5 separate regions of the Mus musculus genome follow, and regions 2, 3, 4 and 5 are each linked to region 1. Evidence: chromatin contacts called from public HiChIP or PLAC-seq and promoter capture Hi-C data. All regions are on one chromosome and are shown on one strand. The core of a region is the stretch at or near the end of the contact, and the rest is flanking DNA. Distances in the headings are between cores, read along the strand shown. Region 1 holds the start of Phactr2 (phosphatase and actin regulator 2). Region 2 holds the start of Aig1 (androgen-induced 1). Region 3 overlaps Hivep2 (human immunodeficiency virus type I enhancer binding protein 2). Region 4 overlaps Plagl1 (pleiomorphic adenoma gene-like 1). Region 5 holds the start of Ltv1 (LTV1 ribosome biogenesis factor).

What was found. Promoter capture Hi-C pulls out the DNA fragments that hold promoters and counts their contacts. HiChIP or PLAC-seq counts read pairs in DNA pulled down with a chosen protein or histone mark.
Region 2: a contact with region 1 is called in an H3K4me3 HiChIP or PLAC-seq map of bone marrow-derived macrophages, with 5 times the contacts expected there. The contact joins the promoter of Aig1 here to the promoter of Phactr2 in region 1. A contact is called at or near these places in 1 of 39 promoter capture datasets (macrophages), 1 of 484 Hi-C or Micro-C datasets (LSK cells) and 1 of 115 datasets of contacts at active chromatin or transcription factors (bone marrow-derived macrophages).
Region 3: a contact with region 1 is called in a promoter capture Hi-C map of hematopoietic stem and progenitor cells, with 3 times the contacts expected there. The contact joins the enhancer-like site here to the promoter of Phactr2 in region 1. A contact is called at or near these places in 3 of 39 promoter capture datasets (3T3-L1-derived adipocytes, HPC-7-derived erythroid cells and hematopoietic stem and progenitor cells), 1 of 484 Hi-C or Micro-C datasets (embryonic stem cells) and 3 of 115 datasets of contacts at active chromatin or transcription factors (bone marrow-derived macrophages, memory CD8 T cells and pro-B cells).
Region 4: an H3K27ac HiChIP or PLAC-seq map of embryonic stem cells shows a contact between it and region 1, with 8 read pairs. The contact joins the enhancer-like site here to the promoter of Phactr2 in region 1. A contact is called at or near these places in 17 of 39 promoter capture datasets (the 3T3-L1 cell line, the C10 cell line, the HPC-7 cell line and 10 more), 4 of 484 Hi-C or Micro-C datasets (bone marrow-derived macrophages and embryonic stem cells), 11 of 115 datasets of contacts at active chromatin or transcription factors (bone marrow-derived macrophages, embryonic basal ganglia, embryonic forebrain and 5 more) and 4 of 9 other capture datasets (adipose tissue, embryonic stem cells, liver and 1 more).
Region 5: a contact with region 1 is called in an H3K4me3 HiChIP or PLAC-seq map of bone marrow-derived macrophages, with 3 times the contacts expected there. The contact joins the promoter of Ltv1 here to the promoter of Phactr2 in region 1. A contact is called at or near these places in 3 of 39 promoter capture datasets (the HPC-7 cell line, liver and neutrophils), 1 of 15 datasets of contacts at CTCF or cohesin (the NIH/3T3 cell line), 1 of 484 Hi-C or Micro-C datasets (regulatory T cells), 1 of 115 datasets of contacts at active chromatin or transcription factors (bone marrow-derived macrophages) and 1 of 9 other capture datasets (adipose tissue).

Annotation. Positions count from the first base shown.
Region 1 is chr10:13,472,664-13,476,193 of GRCm38.p6, reverse strand. Phactr2 (phosphatase and actin regulator 2) reads left to right here and starts at 1,798. Exons shown (of 13, transcript NM_001195065.1): 1 at 1,798-2,138. The coding sequence starts at 1,916.
Region 2 is chr10:13,867,595-13,871,234 of GRCm38.p6, reverse strand. Aig1 (androgen-induced 1) reads left to right here and starts at 2,278. Exons shown (of 6, transcript NM_001347362.1): 1 at 2,278-2,617. The coding sequence starts at 2,477.
Region 3 is chr10:13,982,018-13,985,444 of GRCm38.p6, reverse strand. The region is part of intron 1 of Hivep2 (human immunodeficiency virus type I enhancer binding protein 2); the gene reads right to left. Among named protein-coding and RNA genes, the nearest start is that of Hivep2, 17 kb to the right of the region's middle. Within about 2 kb of position 1,609, at least 300 of the 459 cell types and tissues checked have an H3K27ac peak or open chromatin away from gene starts, as enhancers often do. A contact at or near this core is called in 3T3-L1-derived adipocytes, bone marrow-derived macrophages, embryonic stem cells and 3 more, where this site is marked.
Region 4 is chr10:13,106,773-13,110,032 of GRCm38.p6, reverse strand. The region is part of intron 2 of Plagl1 (pleiomorphic adenoma gene-like 1); the gene reads right to left. Among named protein-coding and RNA genes, the nearest start is that of Hymai, 18 kb to the right of the region's middle. Within about 2 kb of position 1,877, at least 58 of the 459 cell types and tissues checked have an H3K27ac peak or open chromatin away from gene starts, as enhancers often do. A contact at or near this core is called in embryonic basal ganglia, embryonic forebrain, embryonic stem cells and 1 more, where this site is marked.
Region 5 is chr10:13,191,803-13,195,045 of GRCm38.p6, reverse strand. Ltv1 (LTV1 ribosome biogenesis factor) reads left to right here and starts at 1,909. Exons shown (of 11, transcript NM_181470.4): 1 at 1,909-2,018; 2 at 2,807-2,938. The coding sequence starts at 2,016.

The sequences.
Region 1 (3,530 bases), core at 549-3,048:
CGAAGATTGACTTGCAAGCTGGGAGGGAACACCAGAGGACACCGTCAGAATATGGACAATCCCAAGAGCAGGTGTGGGACACAGTGGATGACAAACTGGCAAACGTGGTGACACGCTCCACTGTAATGTAAGTTTTCCATTGTAATGTAAGTAGACATTGTAAGGTATACTCTCATGGACTAATCTAGTTATGATCCAAAACAATCCAAGGGTGATTATTTGGGCTAAGTATAACCTCTAAGTGCCCCCTGCTACCTTACCACTGCCTTCTCTGAAACCACAGAGCTCTCTTCTGCTAAACCACACAAGAAACCAAGAAAGTGGAGTACTTTTAGAGCACCATCCTTTGTTTTACATAATTTAGTGTGTGTGTGTGTGTGTGTGTGTGTGTGAGAGAGAGAGAGAGAGAGAGAGATCTGCAGGACAACTTGAGGGAGTCAGTTCTCTTCTTCCGGTTTGTAGGTCACAGGGATGGACCCGGGATCCTCAAGCTTGCCATAGGAGCTTTACCTAGCCATCTCACCTGGTTCTGGAGTAGTGCCCATTCGCAAACTTTGTTAGCAGGAAAGAGTTAAAGCAAGTCCAGACGATTTCTGCTGACGGTGACAATACCCACCCCACTGCACCCCACCCCCACCCCACCCCCACAGAGTTGCTGTGAGAAAAAAAGCCTTTAACAGCTTGTACTGTGAACAGCGTGACCTAGTTGCTAGGCCCTTTCCGTGTCTGTGTTTTCTAGCTTTCCTCTCTTGGTTCTTGTTTCTCTCTTACCTTAAGCATGGGCTTATTTTCTTGTTAGATGAAATACTCCATACAAATCGAACCTGAGGTATGTGTGAATGTGTGTGTAGGGGGAAGGGGGCGTGGCGTTGTGATGGTTGTGTCCTCCCTTCCCCTCTCTGTCTCCTTCTCTTCCTGCTGCTGTCTATGGTGCCTTTGTGAAGCCCAGCAACGCGCCTCCACTGTCAAGAACTTGCAGAGATGGTCAGCTACTTAGCTTACAGCTTTTCACTTCTGGGCCAGCCTCTACTTGGGGACCTATCTGGGTAACTGATAAAGCTGAGATTTCAATTGGCAAAACCAACGTCCCCTTTGCCAGGCATCCCGGCTGCTCTTCCTTTGGAAAGCATTCACTCAAACCTCACATCTGTGACACGAATTCAGCCCTTAAAAGACTGATCTTTTTAAAAACCACGACCTTTGAGTCTGACCCAGTATACACGGAAGCTCAAGAATGTGGGGCTCTGAGAGACAGAGATGAGCTTTGACAAGGGCAAGAGGCGAATCTTGCAGGGAGGACCAAAGGACCAGACTTCACAAGCGACTCCAGATCTGCCAGGAATCCTCCTGCAAACCCAGTGCCCTTTGGCTCCGGTGTTTTGCACCTGTAAACTACATATGACAGTCATTGGGTCCTAGTCCTATTATATTACAAGACAGCCAGGTGTGTGCACGCCTGTCCCCACCCCTCGGCGACCAAGTGCAAATGAGGCTGTTAACTCTGACCTTGCATCTCAGCTCTGCAGCTGAAACTCCACTTCTCTGAGACCCTTTGGTTGAGCCGCTTTGGGTCAGAGGCGACAGACCCCTGTCTTACAATACAGGAGCCGCGCCTGGGGGTGGGGGTGGGGGGCGGAGCAGCCGGAGCAGCCGGAGCAGGTTCTAGGGCACCGAGCGTGGCAGGCTCGGAGGCCGGTGGCTGTCGCCCGCGGGAGCGAAAGCCGGCTGTAGGCGGCTCCTTCCTGTGCAAACTTTTCTGTGCTCTTCCTCCTCCCGCGCTGCGCCCCGCTGCTTGCGGCCGCCTCCCCGCCCTGCCAGCCGGCCAGGGGCTCCACGCGGGGCCGCGGCGGACAGCGCAGCCCTTTGCGCCGGCTCCACCCTGCCTGAGCTTGCTCCCTCCTGGCGCCTAGAGCGGATGGCGGAAGCCGGCAGGAGTCCTGAGATGTCCCCGGACCAGCCAGCGGGCCAGGAGGCGGCGGCGGCGGAGGCTCTGGACCCCGAACCCGAGGCTCCCGGGCCACCGGTGCCTTCCCTGCGCTGGCTTCCCGGGGATCCGAGTCCCCGTGGCCGCTCCCAGAGCGACCTGTCGTCAGCCTCGAGCCGGGGCCGCCCGCTCAGAGTCCACATCTCCGGCTCAGGTAAGGGTGGCTCTGAATGGCCCGGAGTGGTCCAGGGAGGGCTAACCCCGGCAGGTGAGGATCGCCGTATGGCGATCTTCCCTGGACGTTCGGGAGCAGCCGTGGGGGTTAGGGGACGAGAGCAAGGGCGAAAGCTGTAGTCCCCACATCGCCACCTCCTGCTGGGCTTCAAAGGCTTGGTGTCCCTTGGCTGAGCGGCAGGCGACCGGTGGGTGCGCCCGAGTGGGTGCGCCGCTCTTCTGCGCGGGTGCCCACAGCGCGATTTTCGCGGGTTCCCCTGGACTCCCGCTTGGTTGTGCAGCGCCAGGCGGCACCAGTTTTGGCTTTGGGTCTAGGGCTAATTTGGTTCTTGGGCTATTTGGTCTTTTATGGGACTGTGGTCCTTCGGAAGGGTGTGGTCCCTTCACTTCATGGGTAAGCACAGGGTTTGAAAGGTAACCCTACTCACTCCTACTTCTGAAATAGAGATTTCTTGGAGCGGGTCGGGAGGGGGTTGCTGGTAACAGGATAGGGGAATCCAGTTTCCCTGACTGTGAAAAGCCATAGAGGTGTTATTGAGAGCTAGGCCTGGCTCTGTGTGTGTGTGTGTGTGTCTGCTGTAATGTTCTCTGGAAAGCCTGGGGCCAGTATTGCTGTTGTAGAGAGAAACCTGTGTCCTGTGTCCTCTAAGGACAGGCGACAACTAGGAACTTCACTGAGACCCAATGCTACCCAGGCTGCGGTGAGTGAAGGAGGACAAATTGCTTAACTTTGTCTCAGTGGTCAACGTGGAACGATGGTGATGGTATGGCATATCAAGTGGAGACATTAGGCAGATTGTCGTTATTTAAAATATCCCGAGAACTGGAAAAACTTTTGTCTTTAAGTCCAACAGTTTTCAAGGGTGGTTTTTTGTTTGTTTGTTTATAATTTTCAACATGTGACCGCTGCATGGGAACTAGAGAAGGACGGGGCGCGGGGGGCGGGGGGGGGCATGAGAATGACCAGTTTCAGGAAAACGCTTACTAATGCGAACTGCACCCCCCAACACACATTCCCCTGCGGTGTCTTTCCCCACGTTCTGAGGTCTGGGGTCATGCCTTCCTTGATGATTTTCCCCGTTTGTTTATTTGTGTATGCGCGCACGCAGGTACACCTCAGAATGCATGGAGAAGTCGGAGGCCTTGTTCATCAATCCACTAAGCCTCCTTTCCAAACCCTTTCACAGTCTTGAAAGCAACCTCATCCAACCAAAGCCAAGTTCTTGCTTGGAAAGCACACATTTCAGTGGCCCTTGTCTCCACTTCAGCCACCTAACTCGGTTATGTTACGCTATGATCTTTGCTACCCCATGTGTTCAAGAAGCATCAACAGTGTTTCTTATCTGATTTTGGAGATCTCCTTGGACAAAGG
Region 2 (3,640 bases), core at 1,029-3,528, 390 kb before region 1:
TTGCTGCACATTCAGCATGTTTTCAGCGTGTTCGGCATGTTCGGCATGTTCGGCGCGCTTACTCAGTTATAAAGCCCAAGAGGGCAGGTGCTTTCCTCCTTTCACCTCTCTAGCTGTACAGCGGTGTGTAAAAAGGAAGAATGAGACACAGCAGACATTTCTTCCGCACATTGACCCTGGAACTCTTGAAATCCAGTGTGGAATCATGTAGGTACAAATACATAATCTGTTTCATAGAAGGAACAGCATTTTGAGTGAAGTTTAAAGTCCATGCCATATTGTCCTTGATACATTGAAAATACAATTAATATTCAGGTTACTATCACCCCACAGAGAATACCTGTCAGTCATGACTAAGATGCTAAGACATGGACTAAAAAGCAAATGAGAGGGCTGGCTTAGTGATTAAGAGTACTGACTGCTCTTGCAGAGGATCCAAGTTCAATTCCCAGAACCCACATGGCAGCTCACAACTGTCCGTAACTCCAGTGCCAGGGGGCGCAATACCCTCAAAGACATAAATGCAAGCAAAACAGGAAATGAGAATTTAAAAAATATTTTATAAAGCAAAATGAAACCCATTGAACACGCTATGAAAATATGATCAAGAATCTCAAGAATCTGGGATTGACATTTTTAATGAAGCACAATTTCAGCCCAGGTTTATATAAAATGTTCCATTATTAAAAACACAAAATCATCTCACAAGAAGATAATCAATCAAGATAATGAAAGCAAGTCTGTTAAAATCGTCTCAAAACACCCCTCTGGGGATTGGCAGGGAGAGCAACAGAACTCTTGATGTCATAGTAATTATTCAAAAATTCTCCATAGTAAACTCTTAAATAGCTTCATAAAACAATACTTTATAATTATGGGAATGGGTAGAAATCTTGTGAACTACTTTCTCAAATGTAAAGTAGGAGGGTTGTATCAAACTTTGTAATATCACATCACTTTATAAAACTTCATTAGGCCCAAGTGAGAGGGCTTCAGTAAATTCATTTTTTCTTGTAATTATATGAACATTCATTAAGGACACACACACACACACACACACACACACACACACACACACACACGCAAATAGATCCTGTTTAAACATGAGTATGAACTCATAAATTCTGAGTGAAGAATGCTTTATGCTAGTAATATCATCTTGTGATTTCAGTTTCTTTCAGCATAATTATGTCAATTAAAAAGACCTAGTGGCTCTCTTCCCTAGTGGAGTGGAAAAAACTACGAGTCGGATTTGTTTGCTTCTCTTTACCTCTGAGACTATGCTTTCCCCTAGACCTTCCCACCACACCCTCTGACTCAGAGACTATTTGAATGGGACACCTGTTTTGAATGGATCCACAGGAAATACTCATGTGGTCTTCTCATAACCGGACCCTTTATCTGGTTGGTTGAAACATGATCATGATTTAAAAGAAAACAAAAACCCTACTCTGCCCACAGACTGTTGCAACTTCCCTGTGACAACATTTACTGGAAGGCTGAGGGAATCCAGTTTATATTTACTTTCCTCCCATTCAGCTCTGGTGCGGTAGTATAAGGGAGGTGGGTTGGGAAATGTCGAAGTGCAAAAGGAATTTTAACTCCGAAAGATTTGTATTAAATCACACATGCGTGGGTGAGGTTTACATCCTCCGGGTGGTTTGACTTTCAAATGGAATGCTGTCTCGTAGCAGTCATGGCAATCAGCACAGATTTCTATTTATAAAACTTGCCCTGGTCAGTAATTGCTAAAGTAGCTTGCCATCAAGCCTCATGACCTGAGTTCGATGGAGGGGACTCACACCTGAGCTGTCCTCTGGCCTCCACGTTTGTCCTGTGGTACATGCATATACCCACAAGACGTAATAAAAAGTTTAAAAAAGAATTTGTTCAAAGCTCGTGCATACTGATAAATTATTAAAGCCTTGTGAAATTTATAAGGGGCTTCACAGTCATAAATGCTCATTAACATTAAACCCTCAACTGAATCCTAAGTAATGGGTGTCACTGGAGGGGGACTGTGTGTGGCTTTACACGTTCTGACCCCATCTGGTGCCATGGCAGCCAGCACCAGCTGCCCGGGGATGCCGGGTCCGGACCGGTTCGGTCAGGTCCTTCCCGTCTGGAACCGTGGTTGCCCGAAAGGCGCTCCCACCTTGGAGGCCGGGGGGGGGGGGGGGGGGTGGACCTCGCGGACCGCCTAGGGGGCGCCCGGCCGGTACGACGAACGCCGCTGCAGAATGACGCAGATGACGCCAGAGATGACACCAGGCCGCCAGCTCGCGTAGGCTGCACTGCCGCCCCGCCCGCGCAGGTCTCCGGTGCGCTCGGCGCCGCCACTGTCCCCGGGGACGCGCCCCGCCTCCTGCGCTCCGCCCCTCGCCGCGCCGCGCCCCGGTTCCCACGGCGCCCGGCACCGCGGAGCAGCTCGCCTGCCCTCCCCACGAGCAGCCCGGCGGGGCCAGGCCGCGCGAACATGGCGCTTGTCCCCTGCCAGGTGCTGCGGGTAGCAATCCTGCTATCCTATTGCTCCATCCTGTGCAACTACAAGGCCATCGAAATGCCCTCGCATCAGACCTACGGAGGCAGCTGGAAGTTCCTGACCTTCATTGATCTGGTAAGGCCGTGGGCTGCACCCCCGTGTGCGTGCGTGCGTGTTTGTGCGTGTTTGTGCGTGTGTGCGTGTTTGTGCCTGTGTGTGTGTCACGGGAGCACCAACGCGTGCTGGCCACCAACAGCCACGCTGGGCTCCACTGAAGGCCTGGATGCCCTTCTCACCTTTACCTGGTAGGTAGAGGAGGAAAACATGGGAGTACAGCCAAACGGGCACAGGCCTGCTTCTAAGAAGTGACCAGGGAATAGGATTGTGCCACCAAAAGCATCTGTTGGCCCCGATCATGAGTGCCCTCAGATTAATTCTCCACCGAAGTGTTTTCCAGAACCACATGCAAAGGTAAACTTGCAGCACCCAAAGGAGACATGAGTATTGTCTGGTTCCATGGAGCATGGCTTAGAAACACACAAACACACCTCCTTCCGGAGGAGGGAAATCGCCCCATAGGAAAAAACCCTTGCACATGTTTTTCTGCCCACTGTCAACAATTTGTTTAAAACTCTTTCTAGAAACACTGAGAGAGCAGTTCACGGTGAGGCTCCACCTGGCAACTACTGAACTTCTAGTCGTTCACATTGAAAGCCTGCAGTTTGTGTAATCATCTGTTCTGTTGACACGTGATAATTTTAAAGAGGAGCAGACAACGATAATTATTTTTAAGTTTTTATACCTTGGGTACCGAAAGCACTCCTGTAGATAATCAGAGGGCACAATGCCTTGTAATGACTTGGGGTAGGTGTAGAGCTTTGAAAAGTCACCAAGACTAAGTCATAAATACATTCAAAGGTTATCAAACAAGGGTCGTGTATGGAAACACAAGCAATTAAAAGATCACGGAGAAAAACATACAATCAACTCCTGGAACGCAAAGACTCTGAGGTTATGCATAAGCTTGGTGCAATCACAAGGTTGGCACAAATTTTCTTGACCCTCCACTTTGACAAATTTGAACCTATTTGAATATCGTTCCGTCGGTGTAAGATGCCTAAAGAGATACAGGTAGATGTTTTCAAAAAACCTTCTATT
Region 3 (3,427 bases), core at 360-2,859, 510 kb before region 1:
TGATTTATTTTTTATTATTTATTTTATTTCCCTCCAAGAATGTAACTTCCCAGCTTAGAGTTGAAAAGACATCTTCTATTGCTCTCGGGGGAGCTGTCAGGCAGCTCTATGAAGGCATGTGAGCTTTCTGCACCATAGAAAGTATTTCCTCTGGCTGGAGAGATGGCTTAGTGGTTAAGAGCACTGACTGCTCTTCCAGAGCTCCTGAGTTCAATTCCCAGCAACCACAGGGTGGCTCACAACCATCTGTAATGGGATCCGATGCCCTCTTCTGGTGTGTCTGAAGACAGCTACAGTGTATTCATATACATACATACATACATACATACATACATACATACATACATACAAACATACATACATACAATCTTTTTTTAAAAAAAAAGTATTTCCTCCAAACTAGGCATATCTATTCATGGATGAAATGAAGCACATATATTTGAGCCACAAATATAGATCAAATGTTGGTTTGGATAAATATTATAAAAATTCTAATTTGGTACCACTCAGAAGGGCTCCTCATAAAATGGTTTTCACACAAGTGTATGTTACTCTCCTGACAATTATGAGATTTAGTTAATGAGTCTAAGGATCCTACTTAGCACCTCGAACAAGAAGGTGCATAAAAACTGGAGATTATTGTTAATTCAAATCTGGAGTAATTGATCCTTATTAATCGACTACTAAATAAATATCTGCATAATGCTAATGTCATACACGGACAAGCTGGATTTAGAAGTGGTTAAATCATACAGAAAAGCAATGGACAATGGGCTCAAACATAGTGTAACCTCAAAGATGAAATTCACATGTACTTCAATAGTTTACAGGACATCCAATGTACCTCCTGCCTATGTCAGTACAAGGACAAGAAAATCACCTCCCAAATTTAATCTTTTACTAATGTAACATTCTTCTATTCCACTGAGATTTTAATTCCCATGGTCTTGTTTGCTCTTCAAATTGTTAAACAATCAAGATTGCATCATGGGTGCAGCTGAGTGGTAGCAAGCTTGCCTAACATTCTTTAGGCTCTGTGTTTGATAAGGTGTGCTAGCATGTGGTAATGCCTACACAATGATGTCAGCCCCCCTCAACTACAACTTGCCCTGATTTTTATGCTCCAAGTTTATTTCCCTGAGTAGCCTTCTATAATCTGTAGAAGTTCAAAAGAAACAAAACTATCCTCCCACAGATACACACCAGAAAGAAAAAAACAAGCAAGCAAGCAAACAAACAAACCAAAGACATGATTTCAAGACCCACAGGTCTTACTTAAAACTCTTCTCAAATAGCCTTAAAGTTCTTCACTGCATAAATCAGTTGACAGTTCCCAAGGCTAATGACATCATATGCTACACACATGGGCTAATCATGTGAGGACATTTAAGCTACGCTTTCAAAAGCATAGGTCAGTGTAGCAGAACACAGAGAGTAAAGTGCGTGTTCCACAATATTCCTGGGGTTTAATAGAAACTACTACACAGTATTTTCATCTAACTAAAACTCTGTCAAGTGTTTGACATAAGAAACCTCAGTAGACCTCCCAGTGAACTTTGGCATTTTGGCCGTGTGGCCAGAAGAACAGTCTCCCATGACAAAGCCTATTCATGAGTCAGCCAGGGAAATAAGCACAATGCTTGCTTAGCTGACGGCTCTTCCCTTTATCGTACTGGCAAGCATGCGCGACACGGGCATCCGCGGTACTAAATTATAGATTGTATATCGTTCTAAAATGCAGTTTCAAGGGTTATGTAAACATGTCTTATTAATAAGCCTAGGTTGACGTGCTTTGGTTTCCGTTGTTTGAAGTCTACCAGGGAGAAAGAGATCAGCAAAATATCTGCAAATTCGAGATAATACATCCACAGCTACTGATGTATTACTGTCCTAAGTTTGCAAAATGGTTCATATTTAAAAAAAAAAAACACACAGAAAGAAAAGAAAACCTCACTTTACCTAAACAATGGCTTAAATGACTATGAAGGGGTCTGTCCTGCAGGGTCCCCAGGCCTGATATTTAGGTTTTGCCCCAGATGCCCTTGTCAGTATTTCCACAACAAAGTCAAAGGTGGCCTTTGGAAGGAGGGTTAAAGAGGAGGCTTCCTGTCAGGGCTTTACAACAGAGAATCAACAGAGGCCCTGTGAGGTCAGCATTATTCAGCACTGGGGCCTCCTTTCCGGGACCCCTCCGGATGCTCGGGGTCCCCAGGCTGGGCGGTCCGCGGCCAGTGCTCACCCTGGCTTTCCGCCCAGGCAGCCCCTGCCAGGCCTTGCACCCAGAGCCCTTGCGCAACCAGGGTGCTCCGCATGGGCCCCGAAACTAGGCCGGCTGCTAGAGCAGCGAGCCCCACTTTCTCCAGGCAGGAAGTGGGGAGGCGGAGAGCATTTCCTGTTGTGCACTGACAGCCAGGGAGACGTCATCGCAGTCAGCGCCTTCGGATGGCCGCCCCTGGGCCAAAGGTCAGCTGCCGGCAGGGCGGGGGCTCGCAGGCGGGGGCGTGCGCTGAGACTCCCGCTGCAACGCTGCGCCTCCCGGGTCTGCAGTCCCACAAGAGGCCACCTGACGCCTTACGGTCCTGCAGGACTCAACTCCCGCCCACCAACCCCCGCCCGGCCCCAGCAAGAAGAGGCATGCATCTTCAGAGGCTGAAGAAGCACTTTCCTTGCCCGATCCTGATTGCAGTTTCCCTAATAGGACTCTCTACCAGGAATCTTTTTTTTGTTTGTTTTGTTTTGTTTTGTTTTGTTTTTCGAGACAGGGTTTCTCTGTATAGCCCTGGCTGTTCTGGAACTCACTTTGTAGACCAGGCTGGCCTCAAACTCAGAAATCCACCTGCCTCTGCCTCCCAAGTGCTGGGATTAAAGGCGTCCGCCACCACACCTGGCTACCAGGAATCTTTTAAAGCATCAAAAGTTGCCTGCCCTCCCCCTTCCTCCCCTCGAGCCCCACTTTTTATCTCCAATATTGATTCCTTAAACAACTGACACATGGCAGAAATGAAAGCTGATTTCCATACTGCGCACCTCCAATGAAGTCGAAGACAAACAGGAAATGCTATGTTCTCATTAAATACCCACTGCACAGCATAAACTTCCACCTACTGAGGTCTTTAATGCTCGTAATTTATTTCTTAAAAGTCTCCTAAGATCTATTTGGTCTTGCTCTTACCCTGGATAATAACAACAAAAAACAGGACCAAAATATTTTAAGGGAAAAATGATCGATTTATAGTTTTTAAGCCACTGATTTTTTTTTTTCTTTAGCCTCAATTTCCAGACTTGTATTTCGTTTCAAGCCATAACCATGATAACCCTGGGTAATTCTACAAGTCAGTGGGTTAAGGTTAACAGTGGTTAAAAATAAGACCATAAGGTATTGTATAATTATTATGAAATAAAAACTGAAATAGTTTCCTTTCAGTTT
Region 4 (3,260 bases), core at 628-3,127, 370 kb after region 1:
ACATGAGCTCAGGAATGTCTCTGTCACATGTCACCCTGTCACATCCCAGCCAGGGGTCAGTCCTGAAGTGTTCTCAGGTTCAGACAGGCAATAAGCAGCACACTGAAGAACAGTTATGGGATCAGATCCCATGCCTCCTGCATTCTGCCTAGCCCCCCTCCTCCCAGGCTTCCTGGGCTGGGAAACAGTGACAATGATCTACCTAGTTAGAGTGCAAGCCCCTTGGCAGAGAGTTGATGTGAGAATAATTCAGCAATTGGGTGTGATTTAGGGTCCTATGAAATCAAAGTGGCTGCACAGGATAAAATTCTTCCTCAGTTTCCACTTGGGGGTAGATAGGCAGCAATGCCAGTGAGAGGAGGGGGGGAGGTTTTATTCTGTATTATCAGCATATCATAGAATTAAATCATCTCAACTGCAGCTTTATCTGTCTCAAGTGATAATTTCAGTCAAGGGAAAGTCTACAGAACTCTTAATTAAAAGCCTGGTCATCTTCTTAGGGAAAATATCTACACATGACACTCACTAAGAATCTTTTAGAAAGGAACGATATCAGAGGTTGGCCCCAAAAGGGACATTGCCCTATGCTTTTAAATGCCTCCTCTAGAGGGGCTGATGGAGGCTCGCAAACTTATGAAGGCAAAAAAAAAAAAAAAAAGTGTTTGATAATACGCCATAAAGGAACAGCAACAGCATTGATCAGGTTCAATAGACCAATCAGGTTTTCCTAAAATGTAGCATTTGCAGTGGAAGCCTGGTTAAGTAGTTACATTCATAGGATGTACAGAGAGCCATCAATCCCCATTCATCCAGCCACATTTACTGAGCCAAGAACTTTGCTGGGCTTGAAGATATAAAAATGAATAGGACACAGCTGCTTTACCTCTAGCTAAAAGAATACACCTAAACAAAGAGCTCTGGGGGACGTGTTAAGTGCTGTGGTTGAGGTATGCACAAAGGGCTGGGGCCAAAGGAGGGAGCCATAAATTCTTTCTGGGAAATCAAGCATCAGGCCAGTGAGGGAAGAGAGCTAAGAAAGGGTGGGGTATTTCCTTGCCATAAACCAGAGCTCCTACTTTACCATGTTCTGAAAAGGAAGGTAGTTAATTTTAAGATTTACAAACTATTGTTACTCCAGGAGCTATCTCCGTCCACTGTCTGTCGCATTTGTTTCCGACACACTCTGCGGACATTCTCAGCAGTTCTGGGACTAGAAAAAAAAAAAAAACTCCATGATGTGTAATCATTGTATCCCTGCAATAATCACAAGACAGAATGGGTCCCCGCCATGAACTTAGATCTCAAGTTCAAAGATGTTTTGAAACAAACAAATGAAAAACAAACTTTGAAGGAGCCAGCCATGCCATTAATGCTTCTTCTTGGTGGAAAGAAAGGAGGGGATCACCTGATTATATCATGGTTCGCATTTGTCTTTCTGTCTGGGTTTTAAAAAGAGAAGGGCACGTTGAATGGCCGGCTACTTGCCGTCATTCATTATGCATACCATATTCCTACTTATAGCATAGTTGGGACAAAACCCCCATTGTTCATTACACACTAGCCCCAAACTTGAGTCATTCTAATGTAAGCATGAGAAACTCCCGGCTCCTTTGGGGTGAATTTCCAAATTCCTCTGTGTTAAATTGAGGTCTAATTTTTCCTGTGCCTGGTTTTCACAAGAAGGTCCATTCCACCCCATGCGCTCCCTTTCAGCTGTCAATAAACAGAGGCAGTGAATTCCCCACAGCTTTACAAAGCTAGTTAGGCAGACCCATTCACTCCTTCAGGAAAACAGCGCATTGATTTCAGCCAGTTCCCAGGGTGCAGCAGGAACAAAGAGATCAAAGGCCCACCTCTCTCTCCCTCTAAAGCTTTCATTAAGGCCCAGCCCAGACAAACTGCGACAGGTCTCCTTGAGACCAGGAGAGGGCCGGGCAGACCACCTCATGGTTCAATTCAAATTCATCTGTTTCCTACATTCCAGTGACAGTCCAGAATGCTAACCGTGACAAAACGATACAATCGGCTGGCATAATATACTGCTCACTAGTTCATCCAAGGTCAGGGGGAGAAGAGAGGCCTGGAGGAAAGTCCTAGGTTTCTAGATCCTGCTGGGCCTCAATGGCTCCCTGACATTCCATAAATAAACTTCTTCTCTCTCGCTCTCCCTTTCTCCTTCCATGGTATCTTTACGAATGGTGATCCACTTAACCGTCTGAAATTTCTTTTCTCCACTGAACCCAAACTCTCTGGAAAGTTTCTTCCCAACCTAACAGTTGTATAGGTGTGGTGGAAGGTCCCCCGACCAGCCCCTTATCAATCCACTCCTGTGTTCCAGCAAAGCCCCTACACTGTACAAGTTCCTGGTTACTTCAAGTGAAAAGTGTAATTTCTAACTTCTAGACGTTCCCGAAGGCACCGTCCCCAGGGAAGGCCACACAGCTCAGAGAAGAGTATAGTTTGTATAAATTCTGTTTGCTAAACAGAAATAGGAACAGGGGCGAAACAGTTACCTTTTTTTTCCCCTTTAACTTGGGGAATCTAGCTGGGTAGCCAGGTCCTAAATAGTGGTCTCTGTGTGAAGGAGTGTTTGCACGTTTGTGGGAGTGAAGAGGGCTAGCCAGGGGCAGGGCGAACCAACAGAGTCTGAAAGAAAATATGTTTTCCCAAGGGGGGGTTACCTCTATTAAACAAACATAATTAAAAGGGTTTCTAAATTTGCCCTTGAATTCAGAACTGCTCCTTTGAGGCGACCTTCACCAAACCCTGTAATGAAATGTGTTCGTGTCTGTCACTCATCCTGAGTAAACAGGAGAGATGGCTTACCTTTCAAAATTCCTAAACCGAAGAGAAAATAAACAATATTGGAACTAAAGGTATGGAAAACCCACTTCTTGATGCAGAACACACCCTTCCCACATGCCCAGTTCCAAGCTTCAGTACTGTCCTAGGGCTCACCACAGATTTCCTGAGCCCTGAATTCACTGATTCTTGTCTATCTTTAACTACTACAGAGGTACCACAGAGAGTAGTCAACAGCCCTCTGTGAAAGGCTTCCACTTATTTTCAAGGTTAGACAGGAATGAGCTTTAAAAAGGCCAAAGTGGCGATTGTGATAGCACACGCTGGTAATCTCAGCATGGCCCTCAGACGCTCACAGTGTTGGGTCACGAGTTCAAGGCCAACCCTAGGCTCAATAACGAGAGCCTCTCTCAGAAAACTAAAGAAGGAGAAAAAGAGACAAAAGGGGAAGGGAAGAA
Region 5 (3,243 bases), core at 660-3,159, 280 kb after region 1:
AGAGTCATAGTGGGGAAATTGGTTATTCAGGTAGAATGCCAAATCATTAATTCCCATAAACAAATATTTATTGGGTGTGTGTATCAAGAACTAGATCCAGTAGTAAATAAAACAGATTGAACTGAGCCTGGTGCTTCCCATATAAATCTTGCTTTCAAATAGCAAAGAATGATGGCTAGTTAGCATAAAGATATGTTAAACTATATATGTACTTTACAAAACATTTTCTCATGACAAAACGTGTGGTTCTGATCTAAACTATTTCCATTATTTTTCTTGTAGAAAAAGAACAGTAGCCCACAAACATTTACAATGATAATATTTGGCTATAATTATAGAGACATTTCAACAGAACTCAAGACATTGAAGAAAAAAAAAAAACCACTAGCAATTGGGAATGAGAAAGCAAGCGTCTACTGATAGAATGTTGGATTATTTCATCACGCTCCTCTCCAGCATCCGACGGAAATCTTCCTAAGAAATTACACTTAAAATCCTATTTGCTTAAGGCACCACAAAATATGTGAGCAACAACTTGGGGGATGGAGATGTAGTCACAGAAAACGTGTTAGGGTGCTCTCCGAGCATGCAGGAAGCCCTGGCTGGCTTCAGTCTTCAGCATCACACACATCGAATACGCCCAACACTAGCGTGATGCAAGTAGGAGGATACGTAGTTCAAGTTGGACAGAAGGCTGGGCTACATGAGACACTGTCTCAAAAAACAAAAACAAAAAACCACCTTGGGTTTTTATTAGTTTTCATCTTAAAAAAATATGCAATCATCAGAGCTTCGGAATTTATTTTATTACATCAAATGCCCCTAAAACCAATAATCTTAGTGTTGTGATCATAAAAAGAGAAAGAGCTATTACGATAAGTTCTGGCGGGGTCTGGGAGAAGGGGGTATAGAGTTTATTCAGGGCATGGAGAGGGGAGTTAAGAAAGTAGACGAGGCAGAGAAAGGCAGAGAGAAGGAGAGAGTAGTGAAGTAGAGGCGGGCCATGACACATGGAGCAAGGGGGGGAGGGAATGGGGAGCAAGAGGGCAAGAGGCAAAAGAAAGGCAAATGAGAGAGGATGGGAGAGGGGGAGACAAGCAGCCCCTTTTATAGGGCCAGGTCTACCTGGCTGTTGCCAGGTAACCGTGGGGCAGCGAATACCTGGCAATTGCCAGGTATCTGTGGGGGTGGAGTCCAGACAGAATACCAACACTTATGGACTGTGCTAAAGGTACGGTTGGGAGTTGTTCATCAAAAAGATGTAATACGAAAACCCTAAAGATGTTAGACTCTGCCTATTGAAGCTAGGCCTTGGTTGGACATTGCTAGGCAACTGATTCCCCTTAGGTCAAGAAGCCAGGGAAGGCCAGGGAGTGGTGGAGCACGCCTTTAATCTCGGGAGGCAGAGGCAGGCGGATTTCTGAGTTTGAGGCCAGCCTGGTCTACAGAGTGAGTTCCAGGACAGCCTAGGGCTACACAGAGAAACCCTGTCTCGAAAAACCAACCAACCAACCAACCAAACAACCAAACAACCAAACAAACAAACAAACATATTAAAAAAAAAAAAAAAGAAGAAGAAGAAGCCAGGGAAGTGACCACTTTCCTGTCATGAACCTGCACAGCCTTGGTCTTGTTTTCGTTTGTTTTTGATTGTTTTTGTTTTGTTTGTTCTGAGTTAAGCACAGGTAAGGAATATCTGAAGCCCCAGGTTGGAACCTGAAACTTGCCCTCAGGTAAGTAGGCTACTCCCTGCCGCCACCAACTCCAGCCAGAAAGCCCCGCCCACTGAAGGTCCTGCTAGCCCCACCTCCCGGAAGTCCCCGGGAAGGTTCTGTCACCGCGGGCTCACGCAACTTCCGGCTACAGCCTAGCGGCTCGCCGGCGATTGGCTCCTTGCCCCGCCATCGTGTGACGTGCTGCCCTAGCCCTGTGGACCCACGTGTGGAGCTGCCGGCAGGTACCGGGGAGCGGCGGTTCGGCTGCCGCGGTTCCGGAGAGGGTGTCCCTGCCTCATCATGGTGAGAAAACCGCGGTGCTCCGGGAGGGAGCCGCTCCCTGCGGCTGACTTAGGCCACTGGCCGCGTGGCTTGGTGCCCCGAGTCCTGTCACTCTCCCGGCACCAGTCACCTTCGTCACCCCCGGGGCACTTCGGAAGGAGAAAGAAGGTTTCCCTTTCGCCAAACGCCCGGAGTTTCCAGTCCTGAAGGCTTTGGGTAACTCCGTCCCTGTGACGCAGAAGCTCCGCCCCCTGCTTCCGGGGTTCACTTGGGCCACTGGGTAGCAACTCTGGTTAGACCCAGAGCTGAAGAGCAAATACGAATGTATCGAGGAGTAAATCATCTGAACCTTAGTTGTCTGTGCCCTAATCTTATTTACTACCTTGTAGATGAAGTGTCTGTCTATATTTTCTTGTGGCAGGCTCCTTGTCTTGTTGATAAAACTTTTCGGGGACCTTCCCAGAGCACCCATTAAGAGAGACTTCAGGCATTTGCTTTTGATTTGAAAATCCTGTTTGATTTTCCCTCTTACTGATTTACTTGCTAAGAGCGGAGAGTTTCTCACACTGCCCCACATATTCCCCAGCACCTTTGAACAAGTGTCTCAGAGTAGGTGCCTAGCCAGGGTTTGTTGGCGAAGGTAAGTATGGATCCTTCAGGAGACAGGGACTCCTGTCCTGTCTGGCTTAGGTGTACAAATCTGAAATATCTGTTCACCCTCCACATGCTTAACTGAGTGTACCTGTGGCTGTGGCGTTGCCCACTGTGTGGGGGTTCTGTTTTATTGACCTTTCCTGATTATTTTGTAGCCTCACAGAAAGAAAAAGCCCTTTATAGAGAAGAAGAAAGCTGTGTCTTTTCACCTGGTCCACCGGAGCCAGCGAGATCCTTTAGCCGCAGATGAAACTGCACCCCAGAGGGTTCTCTTGCCTACACAAAAGGTAGGTCCTGTTCTGGAGCCACTACGTTTTTAGGTGAATGGTAGTTTTGTAGTCCTGAACATGGAACCCAGGGAACTTAAGCATGCCGGGCATTCTCAGAAGTTGGTCCTCTTAAAAAAATAAAAAAAAGAGCTGTGACTCAGTTTCCAGTTTCTGTGCTGATGTTTGATGTTGTGTATTTATTTTGATTGACAGGCTAAAGCATCTTTGAGATTATTAAATAAAGAGATCTTATAGAATATTAGTCAAGTTCACTAGTTCACAGCCTCCATCTGCACAGTATTATTTAGGCTATGGCGGTATGC